Regions from separate parts of the Mus musculus genome. Here region 1 is linked to region 2. A link is a contact called in public Micro-C data. All regions are on one chromosome and are shown on one strand. Each heading gives the region's core, a stretch centred on a gene start, on an enhancer-like site or on the middle of the called end of the contact. The rest is flanking DNA. Distances are from core to core; before and after follow the strand shown. Region 1 overlaps Rbm28 (RNA binding motif protein 28). Region 2 overlaps Snd1 (staphylococcal nuclease and tudor domain containing 1).

Region 1 (7,291 bases), core at 1,972-4,471, 580 kb before region 2:
ATTTAAAAAATTTTTTTAAAGTATTGAATATCTGGATATCATGGTATTTGGGGAAGCAGTGCAATAAGATATACTGAGTTTTAGAACTAATTTTGCTAGCCATAGGTTACTGGATTATTTCCGTGCATTATAAAAAATAAGCTAACTCTAGGAAGGAGGCACTAGAAATCCCCGTTGCTGAGTGGCTGAGGACTGAGCATAAACACTAACTTCAGTATTACTTACAAGAATAGCTGTGCCAAGCCGGGCAGTGGTGGTGCATACCCTTAGTCCCAGCACTGGGAGGCAGAGGCAGAGGCAGGTGGATCTCTGAGTTGGAGGCCAGCCTGGTCTACAGAGCGAGTTCTAGGATAGCCAGGGCTGTACAGAGAATCCCTGCCTTGAAAAAACAAAAACAAATTTGTGCTGGGCACATTTTGAGCTATGTGGGGTTTTTGTTGTTGCTTTGTTTGTTTGTTTTTTGGTTTTGGTTTTTTGAGACAGGGTTTCTCTGTGTAGCCCTGGCTGTCCTGGAACTCACTCTGTAGACCAGGCTGGCCTCAAACTCTTGAGATCCACCTACCTCTGCCTCCCAAGTGCTGGGATTAAAGACGTGCGCTACCACTGCCCAGCTTGTTGTTTTTAATCTCATTTGGCCTCATGTCCATGCCGAGAGTTGAATATTGACCTGTAGTTCCACTTTTATAGATGAAAAATTGAATCTTAAAATGTCATTTGATTTCTCCAAATGGATGACTTTTTGGTTCAGCTCTGACTCTGGAGTTCATGACCATTCGCCTCCCTGGGCCTGCTTTTCTCTCTGCTGGGTACTGTAAGGCAGCAGGCAGGCAGGCGCACTGTGGCCATGGGATGGGGTTACGATTCTCTTCTTTTGGACAGTTCGGAGCCTGCCTAACAGATGTGCTGTATGTTAAGAGCTTGTCTTTTTCTCTTCTCCCAGTTTGAGCTACTGAAACATCAGAAACTCAAGAACCAGAATATCTTTGTCTCGCAGACCAGGCTTTGCCTGCACAATCTCCCAAAGGCTGTGGACGATAAACAGCTAAGGAAGCTGCTGCTGGAGGCCACTCGAGGAGAGAAGGGGGTTCGAATTAAGGAGGTGAGTGATGCCTTGCCATGCACAGCCTTCAGGCACGAGCATTCATTTCAGGCTGTGGTGCCAGCAAGTCAACAGGTTTTCTTCTGGGAACTGTCTGTCTGTCTTTCTTTCTTTCTTTCTTTCTTTCTTTCTTTCTTTCTTTCTTTCTTTCTTTCTTTCTTTCTTCCTTCCTTCCTTCCTTCCTTCCTTTCTTCCTTTCTTCCTTCCTTCCTTCCTTCCTTCCTTCCTTTCTTTCTTTCTTTTTGGTTTTTTGTTTGTTTGTTTTTGTTTGTTGTTGTTGTTGTTGTTTGGTTTTTCAAGACAGGGTTTCTCTATGTAGCCCTGGCTGTCCTGGAACTCACTCTGTAGACCAGGCTGGCCTTGAACTCAGAAATCCACCTGCCTCTGCCTTCCAACTGCCAGGATTAAAGGTGTGCGCCACCACCGCCCAGCAGAGGACTGTCTTTCATATCTGACTAAATTACAGCAAAATGTGAGGAACTCTGTCATGAATTAATTTAGCAAGCATTTATTCAATACCTGCTGTGTGGTCAGATTTATATAAATAATATAATGCAAAGTTTGTTGCAGAGAATACAATTTATATGGTTTGGTTCCTAAAAGAGGGGTGGGGTGTGTGTGTGTGTGTTTGCGTGCATACACATGCATATATTTGAAAGAAAGGGAAAGGGAGGGAGAGGAAGGGGGGGAAGGACAAGGAGAGGAGAAAAGGGAAGAAAATAGGGAGAGGGAGGAGAGAGGAAGTACACAGAGCACATGCAGGGCACACACGGAGATGTCAGGACAGTCCTCACGGTCCCCCTGGAGTCAGGCTCTGGTTCCCTGCACAGCCATGCTTACTGTTCTTAGAGCTTCTGTTTCTACAGAAGCTCCTTATCCCACCACAGGGCCACTGAGACTACAGACACCACCATGCCTAGTGGTTCTTTTACATTGGTTCTCGGAATCTGAACTCAGGTTCTCCTACTTAAGACATTAAGTTAGGGTTCTAATGCTGTGAACAGACACCATGACCAAGTCTTATAAAGGACAACATTTAATTGGGGCTGGCTTACAGGTTCAGAGGTTCAGTCCATTATCATCAAGGAGGGAACATGGCAGCATCCAGGCAGGCATGGTGCAGGCAGAGCTGAGAGTTCTACAACTTCATCTGAAGGCTGCTTCCAGGCAGCTAGGACTAGGTTATTAAAGCCCACGCCCACAGTGACATACCTACTCCAACAAGGCCACACCTCAGTAGTGCCACTCCCTGGGCCCAGCATATACAAACCATCACACAGGGCAAGCACTGTGCCCCTGTGCCTTTCCCCTAGCTCCTACGGTAGCATTGACTGTGTGTTCAATATTACTCCGCCGTAAGCACAGTCTTCATGTTGACTGTGCATGTCTTCAGTTGAGTTAGAAGACTATGAGTTCACACTAGCATTCAGTTCAGCTCTGTCTCTTTTGAAGGCCTTACCGTTTGTTAACCTCTATACTGGCCTCAGACTTGGTGGTTTCTCCAGACAAGCTGAGCTCTTTGAGGATAGATAGTATCTCATTATCCCCAATCCTGGAGATACTTGGCATAATCTGTTCATCTTTACATTTAAAAATGCCATTGCCAATATTGTAGGTGTGCTTTGCTGTTTTATAGCTGTAAACTGTATGCCTAGTACCCTGAGGCCTCTTTAACATATTCCTTGGTATTGAGGAAATAGCATGAGAGAACAGTAATGTGTCAGAGCGTGTCTGACACCACAGTTAGTGGTGAGTACCCACAGTATTTAATGTATGCCCATTTTGAACTCATTACAGTTTAGCGCACTTCTACATTGTACAGTCTATGTTTTGGTTGTGTAACTATTTCCTCTAAGATAAAGCCTCCATCTTGGAGGAAGGTGGGTTGGTAAGCTTAGAAAGGCTCAGGACATTTCTGAGCCTGACTGGATACTCTAGACCTCTTACTCCTCAAGCATATATAAGCGGTAGGGACTGCTAAGACGGACTCTCAAACAGGCTGAAGCCTAGAAGAGGCCCAGCAGCCAAGCTCCTGGGGAGAGGCTGAGACCTGATAAGCCCAGACCATTGAGCTACCCAGAAAAGACACTGACCTGTTGAGCTGCCTTCAGGCTGTGCAGTGAACTGCAGGCGCTCAGCGTGTGAGCTCAGCTCGTGGGCTTCTGGTGGTGGAGCTGTCTTTGAGTCCTTTCTGCTTCTGTAAGTCACCCCGGTAAAGTCTGGCTCGGCAGCTGGCTTTGGTGTTGCCTTGACAAAAGACGGACATCTTTGGTTCCTGTCTTGGGTAGTAGATGTTAGTTTCCGTCTCCCCAGGAATCATGACAAAAGCATTTTATTTTCCCCTTATGTCCTTCATTTGTGAGATGTCTTGAATGATATTTTAAGCGAGTGAGCGTATTGAAGTCAGGAATTCTTTCTTCTCCTCTGCAGTGGACAGAGTAGGATCTATGCACGGAGCCGTTGTACTATGCTTGTGGCTTTCATACTTAGACTCCTCCGCTACAGAAGAACAGCATGCTGCTCCAGGCAGTAATATTGTATAAGTGGTGTATTTTCTCAAATTATTTTCTGTGCTCCTCATGACCCTAAGGATATTTACGGTATCCTGGCATTTAGAGAAAAAAGTGCATCAAAGAGTTTCTGACTCTAACCCCGAACAGCTGAAGCTGCCTGTATTCTGAGGCTTATCCCATGTCAGGACATGTTTTTTAAGTCTAAAACCATCAGGTTTTCTTTCCTCCCGTCTCCATTAATTTCCTTCCTTCAGGGATCGAGTCTTTGGACAGTTCTCTGTTCTCAGCAGTAACATGCTGAGACGCTGAAGAGTCACGCACCTCTCATTACATGCATTATGAACAGTGAAGTATTACAGATTTTTCTCAGGGCATTGAAGAGATGGCTTAGTGGTTAAGTACATACTGCTCTTACACAGGACCAGTTTCAGAGAATCTGTTGCCCTCTTGTAGATTCCATGAGCACTGCATTCAGGTGCACATGCATACACATGGCCATACACCTACACATAAGATTTTAAAAAATACAAAATAAATCTTAAAAAATAAAATACATGTTTTGGATAGCCCTGGGGCTAATTATATTTGATGTTAATTCCATTCTCCTGTGAGTAGCTGTGAACACGGAATGAGTCAACACTCAGGTGGTTTCTTGTAAACCTGCTTCCCACCTTAATTTGTAAAACAAAGGAGAGCTGAAGATTGGGCAGAAAAAGAGGAAGGTGGAGTGGAAAGTTGGGAGAAGAAGGAGGTTTCAGAGAGAGAGGACGCAGAGGCAGAGGGGGATGGGAAGAGGGAAGGCGGAGCAGAAGCCCGTGGCCTGGAGAAACCGCAAGTTCTAAAGGGCAAGTTCATAGGTGGGCAGATCTACCACCACACTACCATCTTCCACATCTGTGAGACCCTTAGATGTGGAAGATGGCAGTGTAGCAGTAGATCTGCCCAACCTAAGTGCACAGCATGTATTTCATATTAATTGAGTTGTGTTTTCATTGCTGGGGCATATTTGGGTTGGAGATTTACTGCAACAAATACATTTTTCTCTGGGCAAACAAATACATTATTTCTTATTCATAACTACTGTTTTGTTTTTCTTTTCTTTCTTTTTCTATCCATAGTGTAGAGTCATGCGGGACCTTAAAGGAGTTCATGGGAAAATGAAGGGTCAGTCCCTGGGCTATGCCTTTGCAGAGTTCCAAAAGCATGAGCATGCCCTCAGAGCCCTCCGCCACTTCAACAACAACCCAGAGATCTTTGGGTCCCAAAAGGTGAGTCTCCTGCTTCAGAGAGACCTGTTTTCCCAGAGTCCCTGACATGTGAGTGGTGGGAAGGAGCACCGGGTGGGCAGGGTGGAGGTGGGGACAAGAGATGGTGAATCTGGGTGAGAGGCTCCTGAAGAGCGAGACTGGGCACACTGCCTGCAGAACTGGCCTTTGGAGAAGACATGAGAAACAGCCTCAAAGCTGACAGAAGGAGAAGCGGGCAGAGGAGCACCTGGGCCCACTGCCCTCACAGACTGTAAAGTCTTAGGAATGGCGTTTTCTTCCTCCCAGAGACCCATAGTGGAGTTCTCTTTAGAAGACCGAAGGAAACTTAAAGTGAAGGAGCTGAGGATCCAACGCAGCCTGGTATGGAACCTAAATTGGGTTTGGTTTTGTCGTGTGTCTGTCTGTGTCCGTGTGTGCCTATGGACCTGTGCCATGGATTCTAGAGGTCAGAAGACAACTTGGGGAACTCGGTTCTCTCTTTCTAGCATGTGTATCCTGGGGCCATCAGACTTGGTGGCAAGTGCCTTTACTTGCTGAGCCATCTTCCTGGCCCTTGTCTCTAGCTCTGACTAACTCAGAACTCACAGAGATCCCTCTGCCTCAACTGGGACTAAAGGTGTGTGCCTTCATGCCCAGCCTTTTTTTTTTTCAGGGGCTTAATTAAACGTCCTCTTTTCCACTTTGTGCTTCTGCCAAGTAGGAGTTTACTCCGTTTCCTAAGACTCTCTCTGGTGGTTTTTTTCTTTGCTGTCCCTCTCCTGAGTGCTGCATAGGAGAAGGAAAGGGGAAGAAAAGCAAACCAATATTGTGATCTACATGAGTTTCTGCACAGTGTGTGGGCCATGTCAAGACAAGTGACAGAGGCTGAGTTCCAGAATCCCCATCATCATCTGAGACAGCGTCTCCCTGTTTTGTTCAACCTTGCCTTGAACTCAAAATCCTCCAGTCTCAGCACAGCTGCTAGTTTTAGACCATTTTCAACTTGTGTAGGGAGAAGGAAGATCAGGAGCTGTAAGCTCTCCTTTCTTAGCTACTTTCCCTGGCAAGTTCCTTCTCTGAACCTCAGTTTATAAGTGGGTTAATAACATCCGCATTCCTCACACAAAGAGGGACGTGCTTACATGAGCGCATATACCATTGCTCAGCTTGCAGTCACTACTCTCTTACCCATCTTCCCTTGGGGCGTACGTGCTAGGCCAGATTATTTGCAGGTCCATAATTCTTATAGCACTCATCAATACTCTACTACCCTTTGCATGCATAGAGAACATTCATAGTGTTCAGTGTATGCTAAACACACGGTAGCCGTGGCTAAAACTGACCTCTGTTGGAGAACCTGGAGTCTCACTCTTGGACATAACAAATTGCCTTTAGCTACTGCTTGGGGTGTTTCTGAAGCTGCAGTCACTTTCTTTGAAGTCTGTTCCCTGTGCTTGTATACATACTGGACAACCTTTCTCCTGACTCATTTCTTCTTCAGAGCAAATGAACCCTTCCACTGAGATAAGCCCTCCCTCCTTACACAGGCTTTCATCAACTTCCTTGGTTGTTTTTGGTTCTTATTTTGTTTTATTTACGTATGGGTCTTGTGTTAGTTACTGTTCTGTTGCTGAGATACAACACCATGACCAAAAGCAGCTTAGTGAAAGAAGAGTTTATTTGGCCTCATGCTTCCAAAGGACAAGAGCCCACCATGGCAGAGAGGCATAGCAACAAGCAAAGGGTAAGACCACAGAGGAGGAGGCTGAGAGATCACATCCTCATCCTACAACCAGAGCAGAGAGACAGCTGGAGCCAGGGCCAGGCTGTGAGCCTGCGGAGGACATTGCATTCTCACCCTGCTGCTTCCATGCTGGTAGCCCTTCACCTTATCTTCCTCCGAAGCTCCAGCCTCCTCTTGCCGTCCTGACTTCACTGGCCCCCGCTCTGACACTTTTCCCTTTTTCATGCTAACCTAGGTTTTGAATCTATGCCTTTCCTTTCTCTGGAGGAATTTGTTTAGCATTTCTCGAAAAGCCAGTTCCTGGTCACAATTCCTTCCTTCCTTCCTTCCTTCCTTCCTTCCTTCCTTCCTTCCTCTTTAAAAAAAATATTTATTTATTTTATGTATATGAGTGCATTGTGACTGTCTTCAGACACACCAGAAGAGGGCATCAGATCCCATTACAGATGGTTGCGACCACCATGTGGGTGCTGATCAGGAAGATCAGCCAGTGCTCTTAGCCACTGAGCATCTCTCCAGCCCTCCCTCCCTACTCTTTCTTACTGAGAGTCTCTTTCACCTTTGTGAAAGATAATTTCGTTGGGTAGAGAATTCTAGATTGGTAATTTCATCTTCTGGAACTTCAACTACCTCATGTTACCTTCTTGGCTTCATAGTTTATTGCAATGAGACTGATAAATCCAGCTGT
Region 2 (6,946 bases), core at 2,600-5,099:
AAGGAGGAGGCTTTCTCCTAATTGCAGCCCACCTTACAAAAGGCAGCCACCCAAGGAAAGAGTCTGGGCCTCCTGGTCTTCTGGTGGACTAATGGCAGAATCACAGTTAAGGGTCAATGTACTCTGCCAATCTGCAGCCAAAGACTATGAGCAGGAGCTACTGAGAATTCAAGCACCTTATAAAACTGAGTACCAACTACATGGTTAGCCTGCAATAGACTTGAAGAAATGAGGAATCTACTTGACCCAGAAAATCAAACTGCATAGAGACAGAAAAAAGAAAGCAAGCAAGCGAGCAGAAACTAGAAATTATAACCATCTAATGTATAGATTTTCCAGACTCTGCGTTGACAGAAGCAGAAACTGAGGACCAGTGTGGGGCCAGCAAGCCTATCAGATGCCCTACATCACACGCTGCTGCTGCTGCTGCTCAGCCTTACCGAGGGCCACACAACAAAACAAGGACAGACTGATGCCAAGCAGAGAAATGACAGAGTAAAGAACACCGAGTTTCTACAATGTCTTCACGGCTAAGCTGAACAGAGGTCTGGTTGCAAAGCAGCCCTCCACCAAGGTGGACATAAATAAGATTCTGTAAGCCAATCCAGCTACACAGCATAATAGTGGGTGGATTAGAACTATAAAATGTGAACGCCCTATAAAATGACTGCAAATATTCAAAGAAAGGCTAAAATGAAAAGTGACACCAAAAATATGCCTAACCAATAGGCCTGTCAGTTGCTGGGGAAAGAGCAAGCATCTGTGTCCTTCAGCTTCCCTTTCTAGTCAGCGCTGAAAAGCCTTTACTGAGAACAGTGGGGGCAAAGCACCACCATCCATCATTCCATCCACCATCCACCTGCTGGCCAACACTCTCTCACACGCACACGCACACTCACACACACACACGCACACGCCTAAAATTATAAACATCTTGTTAATAAAAACAATTCCTCAGAACCACAGAGTCTAGAATACATGAGGAACTTAAATGTTTGGTTTCTAAACAGAACAAAAATTCTCCCAGCCCAAAGCTAATTAGCCCACCAAGGAATGAAGCCTACAGCTCTGGCCTGCAAAACTGCAAAGCATTGGATGGCTGCACTAAACTTGCCTTGAATATAAATGTTACATTTTTTAAAAAAAAGTAATTTATCTAAACACAGTGTAGGTAGTTCTGCAATCAGCACCTCATAAATAAAGAGAGAAAGATGACGGGAAAAGCTCTCTAATTGATTTTAAAATTAGTTCCAGCAAAGAAATAATCTGACAACCAGCAAGGTCGACAACAGAAGAGGGAAAAAAACAGCCCTGAGTAAAAAGTCCACCTAAAGACGTCGATGAATCAACATACCCGAGAGAAGACATTTGGAAAACCCTGAGTAAGAACAGAGGTGTTAAAAGACAGAGTCAAATAGGGACTGATCTTCAAAGACACGTAAAATCCTGAAAATAACCCCGCTGGGTGGATTGAACTCAAGCTACACTGTGCTAAAAGAATGTACATTAAGGGGAAACCATACAGAAAGAGGCAGGGCTGGTTAAGCAATGGCAGAAGTTAGGCTAAAACAGAGTGGGGAAATGATGTAGCTGCCAACATCTAATCCAGGTGTAAACTATCCAGCAAAACCAAGCAATGCAATTAAGAGGGAAGGGAGAAACCAGGGAAGCAAAGACGCCCTCCTGGGACTTATGAACCCAGGACAGGAGCCCCAGCTGAACAGAGCTAGCAGAGGCATCCAGAGATTAACAGAGGGTTTCGAGTAGGCAAAATGATGCCCACTCAAAAGCAATCTATGAAATTACTTCTCATGCCTCAGCAGACATGATTTAAACATTTGATAATTGTCTACTATGGTCATAGTACTCTCTACAAGATTCGGAAAGGGGAGATAAAGATGAGAAATGGCATTCCTGCCCTCAGCGGTGCTTAGACTTCACAGAGAAAAGCAGGCATGCACATCAACAGGTATCATGCTGGAGAGAAGGAAGGGCCTGTGTGTACAGAAAGAAGTCTCTGACCTAACAGGATTCTTAAGAACCTGAGCAAGACAGAGGGCACAGAGAGAGGTCAGAGAACAGTAAATGATGGTGCCGCCAACTCCAGAAACAACAGAGAATCACTACAGCTCAACGAGACTGAGAAGTGGAAAGAAACATGAACACACAGCATGAGCAAGATTTAGATAAGTTGAAAATGTTACAACTGTGTGATAGTGATGATTAAAGGAACAGAGAAAAGAGAGATGGGCTGGAAAAGGTAAATGCACAAGGTTCGGGGGATTAACCACCAAGTCCCACCAGGAGGTTGTTAAAATCCCACAAATATGATTTGAAAGAAAGAGGCAAGGGGATCTCTGGCTCAAGGAATGGAAGGAAATATAATTTGTAAGACAGAGAAGAAAGAAATCAAATGCAACAAGACAGGCACATGCTGTCTTTTCCAGTTTAAAATATCCCGACCAAGATCAGTGGCGTGTCCATTTTAGGAAACTGCTCTGTCTAGATACTCAGTGTCTTGACCTCATCACAAGGAGCCAGCCTTGCTGGCCAGTGACCTCTCAGCTGAGAAGCAGATCACAGCAGTGATTTAAGTGATGGCACCTGGATAGTAATCTCAAAAACAGCACATGCACATTTTGGAATCTTAAATAGGTGAGTTATGCCCATTTCCTAATAGAAATTTTTTTCAGCCTTCAATAAAGGAAGTTTCAAGTGTTCATCTCAAAAATGCCCAGATCAAACAATTTGGAACCGGGTACAGAAAGCCTCTGCCAGCACTCTGACACGTTCCATGTCTTTTGATCACACTGCCGCAGTCCCCAAATCTCTCCATTGGAAACGGGTGGAATGCTATATCCATTTCAAAGAGCTTTTGCTTGTCTCCAAGGTCCTTAATGCCAAGCTGGAGTCCCTCTCTAATTTGCTGTTTGCCTTATGTTTCCAGTTACAAGCCTGAGATCACAGTTACCGGGTTTATTGGTTTGCCCGTACTTTGCTTAGGGACTCTAACCTCACAGCTTTCTCTTGGTATGCATCTTAGTGGCCACATGGTCTGACTGAGGATCCAGAAGGACCACTCATCTTTCTTTCAAAAGTCAAAACTAGAGGGAATGGGCTGAGAACCACTTGTAACTGTGTCTAAATGGCAAAGCACACCAGGGTCCTACACAACAGATGGAGTTATCAGAACCTGAATCAGCCTTGCCTCTGAAAAAAAGCTTTTGAGATTTCCAGGGCATCCTTAGTAATGTACTTACCTGCAGTTCCTCTCTGCCAAAGTGCCTGTCCAAGAATCCCAGGGGGCACAGACCTGGGAGAGACACCCAAAGTAAAAGCAGCAAGGACACAAGCTTAGAAAGACCCTTCACTGCCCAGGCCTGAATGTTTACAGGCCGTGATGTGAAAGAATCTTTATGGTGAGTTCAGAGTGAAGAAGCTCAAGGACAGGGAATGGAAATGAACAGACAGCAATAGCAGTACAGGACCAGCTTCTACCCTTGGACTTCCACTTTTCCTGAGTACCAAGCCAGAGACAGAGTCCAAGGGAGAAAAGGGAGAGCCAGACACACTGCACAACAGAGCCAGAGAAGAGGCTCTGCAACCAAAAGCAAACGTAATCCACGAAACACCCGGGGCTGAGCAAACACTCTACCTGTTTTTTAGGTAAATTTCAGCTCCATCTCTCTGTGCCAACAACTACAATAGCACTCCAAGAGCAGACTTCAGGAGGAAATAAGTCAGCCCCTGCACTGGATGCCTGGGGGCTGTTTCCTTTGTCATTAACACTCCAAGTGTAACACAAAGCCTATGGAAGCTCTGGGCTATGGAGCACTAGGCTTTCCAGTTTCAGATCAAAGCCAAGAGCTCCCTAGGAAGCCCTAAGATTGCACAATGTACTATCTCCTTCAAGGCAGCAGCTCAGAAAAGCCAGAGCCTTTCTCTAAGACTTACTTCTTTATGGCAAACAACTGGATAAAGCAAGCTCTGCCTTTAGAGAAACCCCAATGCCTGTGCAGGTTCACAAGAGCATCACATGTAAGTTGTAAACAGGCTTTCAGCCTGAAGGAGTGCATAGCTCCTAAGAGCGGACACTAGATTCACCCTGAACCATCCAGAAGCAAGACCAACACCTGCAGTCACACCCACCCGAATGCTTGAGGGACTACTAACTACACACACTCATGCATTTAATCCTCCCATCCCACCAGCCACCACGAACCACACTCCTATCACAACACAGGATCTGCCAGGCAATCCAGGAAAGCCCTAGGAGAAAAAACAGTTGCTCTGGTGTTTTAAATGCTTCGTCTAGCTCAATTAGAAAATAACCAGAGCAGAAGGGAGAAAGTACAGTTAGCCCTGGGCAAAACCTTGTTTCCCTGTAAAATTTAAGAAATGGTACCCCCCCCATCCAATTTTTCCTATTACACCACCCTGACTCCACCCCACCCCAGAGCCCCCACACCCACACCCCACTGCCATGCTATTTCTAGATGTTGTCCAGAAGATGTGCTTAACTAATGATAGACTACTAAAATTTCTAGGGAAGGAGGAAGAGAAACAGTGAAGCGAATGTGCCACATACTTTTCTAAAAGTAACATCACTGGGTCCTCATCTGGAGCTCAGGTCAGCCGGCCGTATGGCAGGAATTGCTAAGGCCATCTGCCTGCCCATCACACTGCTCACTCAAGTCTCCTCTGTTATCTATCCTCCAGCTTCTGCATCTGCATTCTCTCCCACATGGCTCTTTTGCTTAAGAGTGCTCATACCATAAGCAATTGGATTATACCTTTCTCCATTTCCAAGCCATTGACCCTCGAGAAAGTACCTGGTTACTTACACAAAAGGTAATTTCCCAAGTGCATGCCTGGAGGCCTGGTACAATCCACCTACCACATACCTTCATCCCCAAACCATCCTAGCATTCGGGGTTTCTGAGACTACAGGGCTACTCCCCATCTCCCAACAATACACCATCTTTTCCTTGGAGAGCCTACCAGATCTTGGTCTAACTAGGGCAGGAATATATTCTTGTGCAAGCTGCATCTTACACAAGGGCATCGAGCCAAAGGGACAGAGACAGAAGAGGAGCTGAAATTCAGCTTCCCCTCTGTGTGCCAAGCCCTGACTGAGCTGAGGCTCTAGGGGAAAGGACATCCCTTTCTGATTTGTACTAACATACCAAATGAACTAGCACAGGTACTAAACCTCAGTAAGAGCTCTACTTTGAATATTTTTAAGTTAAAAAACAAACAACAACAACAACAACAACAACAACAAAAGAGAACTATTTTTTTTCCTCTCTATGTAGCCCTGACATGCTAACTGTCCAGGAACTCTGTATATAGACCAGTCTGGCCTCGAATGCACAGAGATCCACCTACCTCTGCCTACAAGAGGCTGGAATTTAAGGTGTATACCACTATGCCTGCTTCTACCTTGAATACTCAATTTGGGCTTCTTAGTTATGTCTGCTGCCCAAGCTTCAACATCTATATAAATTACAGCACCATTGGGAACTAGAGACAAGTTTTCTTCCTATACCCATACTGTAAATCTTTGTAAACTTTAGAATAAATGTTGAAGAGAATCTCATGCTCTTCGTAAGAGCTCGTGGGAATTCTTCTAAGGAGGAAGGAAAATCCTCTGAACCCTCCAGGACCCAGAGGGACTGCTGGAGGCACAGCTACAGCTCTCGTTTGTCACAGTCTCCCCAGGTACTTGGTCAATTAAGGCTTATCAAAAGAAAATCCACAATTACTCCTAATAGATTAGTTTTGTACAAATGTAAATTACTTTCATATCTTGTAAGTCAAATCACTGACATAATAGTTCATAACTCTAAACACATCTTTCTCCTCGGCTTAAAATTCGTCAAGACAAAACTTAAAACATAGCATAAACTCTTGACCTCTGACCCTTGCTTACCAACCAAGGGCTCTTGTTTTCGTACCCTCGCACCTAGCTACCTGCTCTACTATTCATCATCAAGGCCCTCATTTCATGTCCGGAAATGTTCACAGGACACATACATGTCCTGGCCCTGCCTGTAATTTCCTGTCATTCAGGTGGCATGCCACTCACACACTGTCCTCGGGGGCTGTACATTCTCTGGTTCCCCCAAACTCACCCGATTGTCATCAATGTTTTAAATGTCATTTCCTCAAAGAAACTCTCAGACTATGCATTCTTCCTAAACTTGAAACTTTTTGTAGCAGTGAAATTATTCATGTGCTTCTACTATGCTTCAAAGTTCATGAGAAGGTTTCACATCCCAGAACTGTATCAGAAAGCAAGTAAATACTGATGGTGACTAACCCACTCACCTCAGCTTCTCCAGATGTGCTGTCCATAAAAAACAACAAAAATCAACAGCTGCCTATCAGCCACTAAAACCTTCAACGATGCTAGAAAGAACTGTGATGGGTATAAGTGTAAAACGTGGTCTTAGTAGGGGAGGAGGACAGTCTATTTCATTAATGTTTTAGTATTCATTAAATGTTGATGGAATATTCTATACATGTTTTAACAAATATATATATATATACATACATATGTACACATATATATACACGTATATGCATGCATATATATATATATGAGCTAATATATTTTAGTTTAAATATAGCTAGCTAAAATTTAAGGCAACAAATATAACTGGTTTGTGTGCCTTCCATGACAGGGCTGGTCTGGCCTTCCCCTTATGTGCTTACTTCTCATCCTTGAATCCCCGTGTATCAGTTTCTTAGAAAAGTACCAGAAGAGCAAGCATGCCTGAGTCCTACAGAGTACCCTCCACCTCCACGCTGGGGCTGGTGTGTGCGTGTGCATGTGTGTGCATGTGTGTGTGTGTGTGTGTGCATGTGTGTGTGTGCAGTGTGCTCTATCACTGATCTCTAACGGGATCCCTTCCTACATTCTCCCAGAAGAATTTAATGAACA

Evidence for each region. A called contact is a pair of places that touch in the nucleus more often than the background predicts.
Region 1: a contact with region 2 is called in a Micro-C map of embryonic stem cells, with 2.1 times the contacts expected there. The contact joins two enhancer-like sites. A contact is called at or near these places in 6 of 484 Hi-C or Micro-C datasets (the G1E-ER4 cell line, the N1E-115 cell line, cumulus cells and 2 more), 2 of 115 datasets of contacts at active chromatin or transcription factors (astrocytes and extraembryonic endoderm stem cells) and 1 of 9 other capture datasets (embryonic stem cells).

Annotation. Positions count from the first base shown.
Region 1 is chr6:29,129,216-29,136,506 of GRCm38.p6, reverse strand. Rbm28 (RNA binding motif protein 28) reads left to right here. Exons shown (of 19, transcript NM_133925.2): 14 at 941-1,099; 15 at 4,731-4,880; 16 at 5,166-5,240. Among named protein-coding and RNA genes, the nearest start is that of Gm25589, 19 kb to the right of the region's middle. Within about 2 kb of position 3,221, at least 9 of the 459 cell types and tissues checked have an H3K27ac peak or open chromatin away from gene starts, as enhancers often do. A contact at or near this core is called in embryonic stem cells, where this site is marked.
Region 2 is chr6:28,547,669-28,554,614 of GRCm38.p6, reverse strand. The region is part of intron 10 of Snd1 (staphylococcal nuclease and tudor domain containing 1); the gene reads right to left. Among named protein-coding and RNA genes, the nearest start is that of Snd1, 71 kb to the right of the region's middle. Within about 2 kb of position 3,849, at least 23 of the 459 cell types and tissues checked have an H3K27ac peak or open chromatin away from gene starts, as enhancers often do. A contact at or near this core is called in embryonic stem cells, where this site is marked.